2 separate regions of the Hordeum vulgare genome follow, and region 1 is linked to region 2. The links are chromatin contacts, called in public HiChIP or PLAC-seq maps. All regions are on one chromosome and are shown on one strand. Each heading gives the region's core, a stretch centred on a gene start, on an enhancer-like site or on the middle of the called end of the contact. The rest is flanking DNA. Distances are from core to core; before and after follow the strand shown. Region 1 holds the start of LOC123404225 (equilibrative nucleotide transporter 1). Region 2 holds the start of LOC123401826 (amino acid transporter AVT1A).

Region 1 (2,825 bases), core at 87-2,586, 190 kb before region 2:
TCGGTGATGTATCCCGGGAATATGGAGAGGGTGACCGCGTAGATGAGAACGACTCCTATACCGTACCACTTCACTCTCCCGACGATGCTCCACAGGGTTGACCTCCAGGCAGGCCCTGTCATGCCGCCGCCCACCTCCGCCTTCTGAGACCTCTGCTTGATGTTCTTGTAGTACACCACGACGGGAAGCCTGCGCGCCACGTTGTAGCACACTATGCAGATAATCATGACCACCATGCCAACCATGAAGTACAGGATTGCGCTTTGCCTTAGCCCAGGGGCGTCCTGAGGGAAGCTCGCTTTTGTGATCACTCGAAGTGCCGAGACAAGTACACCTGTGGAACACAAATCATCATGAAGACAATGCACTAGCATTAGCATCGACCGATCACTCACATAAATCCTATATGCATCCTAACTTTGATAAAGAATGTACTATCAAGTAAGTAGATTCGTCTGGTCCTTGCAAGTTCTAAAGTCGGTGAAGAACAACCTGTATATGCTCCACTGAAAATTGAAAACGCTTCTTTGGTTCTAATCTAAGAGATTTTACAGTTTCTACTCTCAAACTCTTGTCAGCTGGATATGTCAATCTGGTGCCTGATTTCTGAACGAACGCCCAGACCAGTTCCTACTTCCTAGGGGCAATTCAGAGAAGTGCTACAGAACACGACTGGGCAGAAACTAAAGTGCCAAAAGAAAGAAACAGACAGGAGGCACCTGAAGCGGCAGTTCCGGCGACGACGGCCTGCATGTAGCGCTCGGGGAGCTCCCCGGCGAAGCCGATGACGCCGCCCTGCACGAGCGCGTCGGCGACGCCGCACATGACGGTGGCGGCGACGGTGACGTCGAAGGCGCCGTAGAGGCGGGGCGTGCCCTTGACGTAGACGGCGTCCATGACGGGCACGACGAGGAGCGCGAGCGTGAAGAGGGTGAGGCCGGTGTTGATGCGGGCGGGGGCGCTGGACTTGGGGAAGACGAGCACGATGAGGAGCAGCGGGAGGAGGCAGGAGAGCATGTAGGAGACGGAGAAGACGCGGTCGACGGGCGCGCCCGGGTAGAGGTAGGAGAAGTAGTCGACGGCGGTGATGTAGGCGTTCCAGGGGAGCAGGAACCCGGCGCCGAGCGTGAAGAAGATGAGGTAGCCGGCCCCGAGCCGGTCGGGCGGCGGGGGAGGCGGGCGCTCCGCCTCCGCCGACCCCGCCGGCGGCGGCAGCAGCAGCGCCGTCGTGGCCTCCTCGTCGCCGCCGGCCATGGCTTCGGTCCGGGTGGGATTTGGGATCTCGGATGGGTGGACTTGGGGGGATCTGGACGGGCGACTTGTTTTCCTGGGCTGCTGTCTCTCTCTCTCGAGAGAGAGTTTCGGCTTTGTGGGCTTTCGTGTGGAGCGAGAGTTGAGGAGGTTCGCGCCCCTACGCTACGCTATGCGACTTTTAACAACGATGCACATGCCGCATTCTTTATTTGTGTCACTGACGGCCCTGGGCCGACTGTGATTCTTTGCTTGATTTTTTTGTCTTTGCTTTATCTGCCCATGTGGTGTCACGCTATCAGCTATGGAAACTAAAATACGCGCCTTCCTTTTAAATAGCGACTAGACGAGTCTCCGTGCGGAACAGTCTATCCCTCTTTGTAAAATAATCGATTTCATAACGTTGCATTTTATGTGTGTGGGGAATTTCATAACCTTGCTTTAACATTGGCTATACAAGAATCAATACAAAAATCTCTACTTTTTTAATTATAAATAAAGTTCCTTTTCCTGCCTAAGACCTTCGTCAACCCACTCCCATGCTCGAACACGCATCCGTCATTTTTTTTACCTTCTCACTCACGTTGGTTTTCATAAAATAGCAAACGCAAAGCCGTAATTGATTCCCGAGCCCTCCTTTCCCGAATGCATTAAAAGAATTGGTAAACGATTGTATACGGTCGACTGGTCGAGCGTTTGGTAGCCCGCCTTGCTCGCTCGCAGATCCCACCCCAATCTCTTTGTGTTTGCCATTTTTGTTGCCATGCTCGGCCCAACCTCTCTCCCGCCGTGTTGCAACTCTCCCATCCCTCCTTCCTACTACGACCATCTACAAGGACGCACGGCGAGCGTCCTGCAATGAGCATCCCTTTACAACCTCCTTCAGAGAACGGTCATGCTCCGACATCATCAGATGTTGGTGGTGTGGACTGTGAGGTCCGTGTTGAGACGGGCACACGATGAGTCCCTTTGGTGATCCGGTAAGGGATGGAAGAAATGTTCTCAACTTCTTTCTCCAAGGAGTGACCTTGATTTATCAAACCCACGAGAGAACGTGCACTTGTCACAAGGGTTTCTACCAAGCTTTCGTGAGAGTATTAAATTCCAGTTTTTAGACTGGGTCGTCATCAATTTGCAACATAAAACATTTATAATAAAAATAGGCATGGGTACAAGGACTTGATTCTTACAACCATATATTTTTGATTGAGATCATTCTGATCTTAACATGTACTCTAGAATACGACCGTTCAGATGTGCTTACAATGTATAGATGCAGGGGATGTGTGCAAGTTGCATTTTGACCGGAACACGCCCCACATCAAGAGTTAGTTATCCAACCATAGGCCCTTTCCATCGCTGATAACCCAAGTATAGGGGATCGCAACAGTTTTCGAGGGTAGAGTATTCAACCCAAATTTATTGATTCAACTCAAGGGGAAGCGAAAGAATATTCTCAAGTATTAGCAGCTGAGTTGTTAATTCAACCACACCTGAAAGATTTAGTGTCTACAGCAAAGTATTAGTAGCAAGGTAGTATGATAGCAGCAGTAGCAATAGTAACCAGTAGCAGC
Region 2 (2,918 bases), core at 197-2,696:
ACAATCTCATGTTCATATCAATGGTAATGGTATGCGACATCCTCCATATTTGCAAAGTTCAGGGGGAGTAATCTCCCAAACTATAACCTATTAACAATCATCAGATTGCATATATTGTACTCTTTTTCCCTTGATGAGTTTTTCCATAATGGTTTCTCATAAAAGGTTTTTAACGAGATAATATAAACACAAGTGTCTTTATATGCCATATCATTTTCTCTTTGTATTTTTCCCATTGGGTTTTAAAGGAGTTTTCAGTGGCATGTATGATTGCACTCTTTTTCCTTATGAGTATTCTCTCATAGTTTCTCATAATGGTTTTTAGTGAGGCAATATCTTCTCAAAGATCATATGTCATACTTTCTATTTTCCCTATCGGGGTTTTTAAAGAAAGTACTCAAGACATATTAATTGTTCTCTAAACTTATTGATGAGTTTTCTCCTTCTTGAAAAGTTTTTCTAAAATGAGTTATCAGGAGACAATAATCATTATATGTTGTATCATTTTCTCCTTATTTTTCCCACAGGGTTTAAAGGAGTTTTAGCAACATATCTACAATATTCTCCTCATATTTTTCCCACAGGGTTTTTGGGGAAGACTCAAGATTATACAAAGGCTTTCACAAGATGAAGATGATGAACATTCTCAAAGGCGCATACAAAGAGAAGTCTTTATCAAGATGATATATATTGATAGAGAAGCATTGATTAGGGGAGTGTTAGGAATTAATTAATTATGTTAATTAAAGGGTTAATCCCTGCTTATGTAGGTTCCACTTTTGGTAACCGCTCCTTTGTAACCGTCTTTGTACTAGGGTATATATATCCACAAATTCATCAATGAAAGCAATCGTTCCATCATTTGCTCTTCTTCTTTTCTTTTATTCTTTACAGTTTGTTAGATGCTGAAGTGGAGATACTCGCTGAACCTTGTCTGTTCTTTGCTTCATTAATAAAAAAAGTGGAACATGGGACCCTTTTATTCAAAAAAGAAAAATAGATTTGGAGTAGTTTTCGTGCGTTTTTCCATCCCAAGTTGAAAGTTGAGCAAAGGCCTAGTCATGCTCATGCACGTGACAGGCAGTGCACCGACGTACGTGTGCTGTACTGGTCATTATCACGGCCCCACCGGTCAGAGAGGGACGAGACGTGCACCACGCGCGGCGCCAGCGCCAGCGCACGCGTTCCCGAACATGCCCGGTTTCACCGCCACGCAGGTGACAGAGCCCGTCCAGTCGACGAAAGAACACAGTCACCAACTTCCCCCACCCCCACCACTCCTCCCCACACACGTGGCACCGCGGCCCACACGTCAGCGACAGCGGCTACACGGCGGCCGCGTGCCGGCTCCCGCAAGCAAGCGCAGCTCACGCCGGCTTGTCGCGGCGCGCGCGCGCACATCTCCTTCTCCTATTTCATCCCCGCTCCTCGTCCAAAAACCGCGCCCAATAATTTACCTTCCTCCCTCCCCTACCATCCATCCCCTCTGGAAGCGTCGCGTCTGGTCCCCTCCTACTCAAACCCGCCACGCAACCCGGCATTTCCGCCACTTGTGGTGCCGCGCGGCGGGATGGCGGCGGCGGCGGCGGCGGGGAGGCACCGGAAGGAGGAGGAGGACGAGATGCTGCTGGACGACGGCGACATCGAGGAGAGCCCCCGCGACAGCTTCCGCGACTCCGACGACGATGACGGCGAGGAGGAGGAGGAGGAGGAGGAGCGGGGCGAGGACGGCGATGGGGTCGGCTCCTTCGAGTCGCGCCAGTGGCCGCAGAGTTACCGGTACGCACTCTCTCCCCGCTCCGTCGCCTCATCTCGCAGGCTTCGTAGTACACTCTGCTGCGCTGTCATCAGTGGTTAACTGTTCGAGTCGCGGTGTTGTCTGCTCTGCCAATTTCGGCCATTCCCAATCACCGAAGTCATTAACCAAATCGGTTTTTGAGAGACCAGCTGATGTCCTGATCCAACCTCGGAGCGGCCTATAGTTCACTGACACTTGGGAAGTGGTCTGATCTGTTCGATCAGATGACCAAGGTTGACTGAAACCATTGACAATGATGACCGCAAAAAGGGGTGGCCACTAGAAAATGTTTTTTCTGTCTTCTCCTAGCATCACAAATTCAGAACCACAATGATGTAATTTTATATAAATACTATAGCATCATTAAAGTGCAATGTTCAATGTTGACACTACCTGCACACCTACTACTCCTACTATATATTAGTACTAGTATATGTCATAAGTACTACGTACTACTACTCCATTATTTTGCTTTGTCAATGTTGACACTATCTGTACACCTGGAGTATTATTTTGCCTTATCAATGGCTACCGTTTTTGCACTGATTGGTGTAACAAGAAATAAAACATCATTAATGGATGCCTCTGCTCGCATATCTCAGTAGCTGGCCGTACTCAAGAATGCCAGCAGCTTTCCTTTTTTGTACAGATTGCAATTTTCCTTTTTGTGTACAGAACTACAGATAGGAAGTTTCCTGTTTGTGTACAGATACAGACGGCATGATCACGACGTGGTGTTTATTTTGCAGGGAAACAACTGACACCTACACAATTGCTGCGTCTCCCATCTTCGGTTACCTTGGTCCTTCCACGAGCAAATACTCTATCGATGGTGGCCGCAGTGGCGTGGCTTCTGACCTCAAGTTGCCTTTCATCTCGGATAGGCTAGAATCTGTCAAGAGCCTGCGGCGACACCTTCTTGGTTCAGTTAGAGATGAGAAGCTCTCATTCCAGTATACTGGAGAGATCTACGTCGGTCAAGGGTGCAGTGTAACACAGACGGTCTTCAATGGTACTACAAATATCGAAATGTGGAACAGGGGATGTTCAGTAACTTCCTTACGGTCGAACGCAGTTGATCTTGATCAACCTGTTTCTTTTCTGTAGGTATTAACGTACT

What was found. HiChIP or PLAC-seq counts read pairs in DNA pulled down with a chosen protein or histone mark.
Region 1: an H3K4me3 HiChIP or PLAC-seq map of embryo shows a contact between it and region 2, with 7 times the contacts expected there. The contact joins the promoter of LOC123404225 here to the promoter of LOC123401826 in region 2. A contact is called at or near these places in 1 of 6 Hi-C or Micro-C datasets (seedling) and 1 of 1 datasets of contacts at active chromatin or transcription factors (embryo).

The regions. Positions count from the first base shown.
Region 1 is chr6H:533,895,994-533,898,818 of MorexV3_pseudomolecules_assembly, reverse strand. It overlaps LOC123404225 (equilibrative nucleotide transporter 1), which reads right to left and starts at 1,336. Exons shown (of 2, transcript XM_045098138.1): 1 at 720-1,336; 2 at 1-334. The coding sequence starts at 1,254.
Region 2 is chr6H:533,709,838-533,712,755 of MorexV3_pseudomolecules_assembly, reverse strand. LOC123401826 (amino acid transporter AVT1A) reads left to right here and starts at 1,446. Exons shown (of 12, transcript XM_045095680.1): 1 at 1,446-1,779; 2 at 2,548-2,810; 3 at 2,906-2,918. The coding sequence starts at 1,571.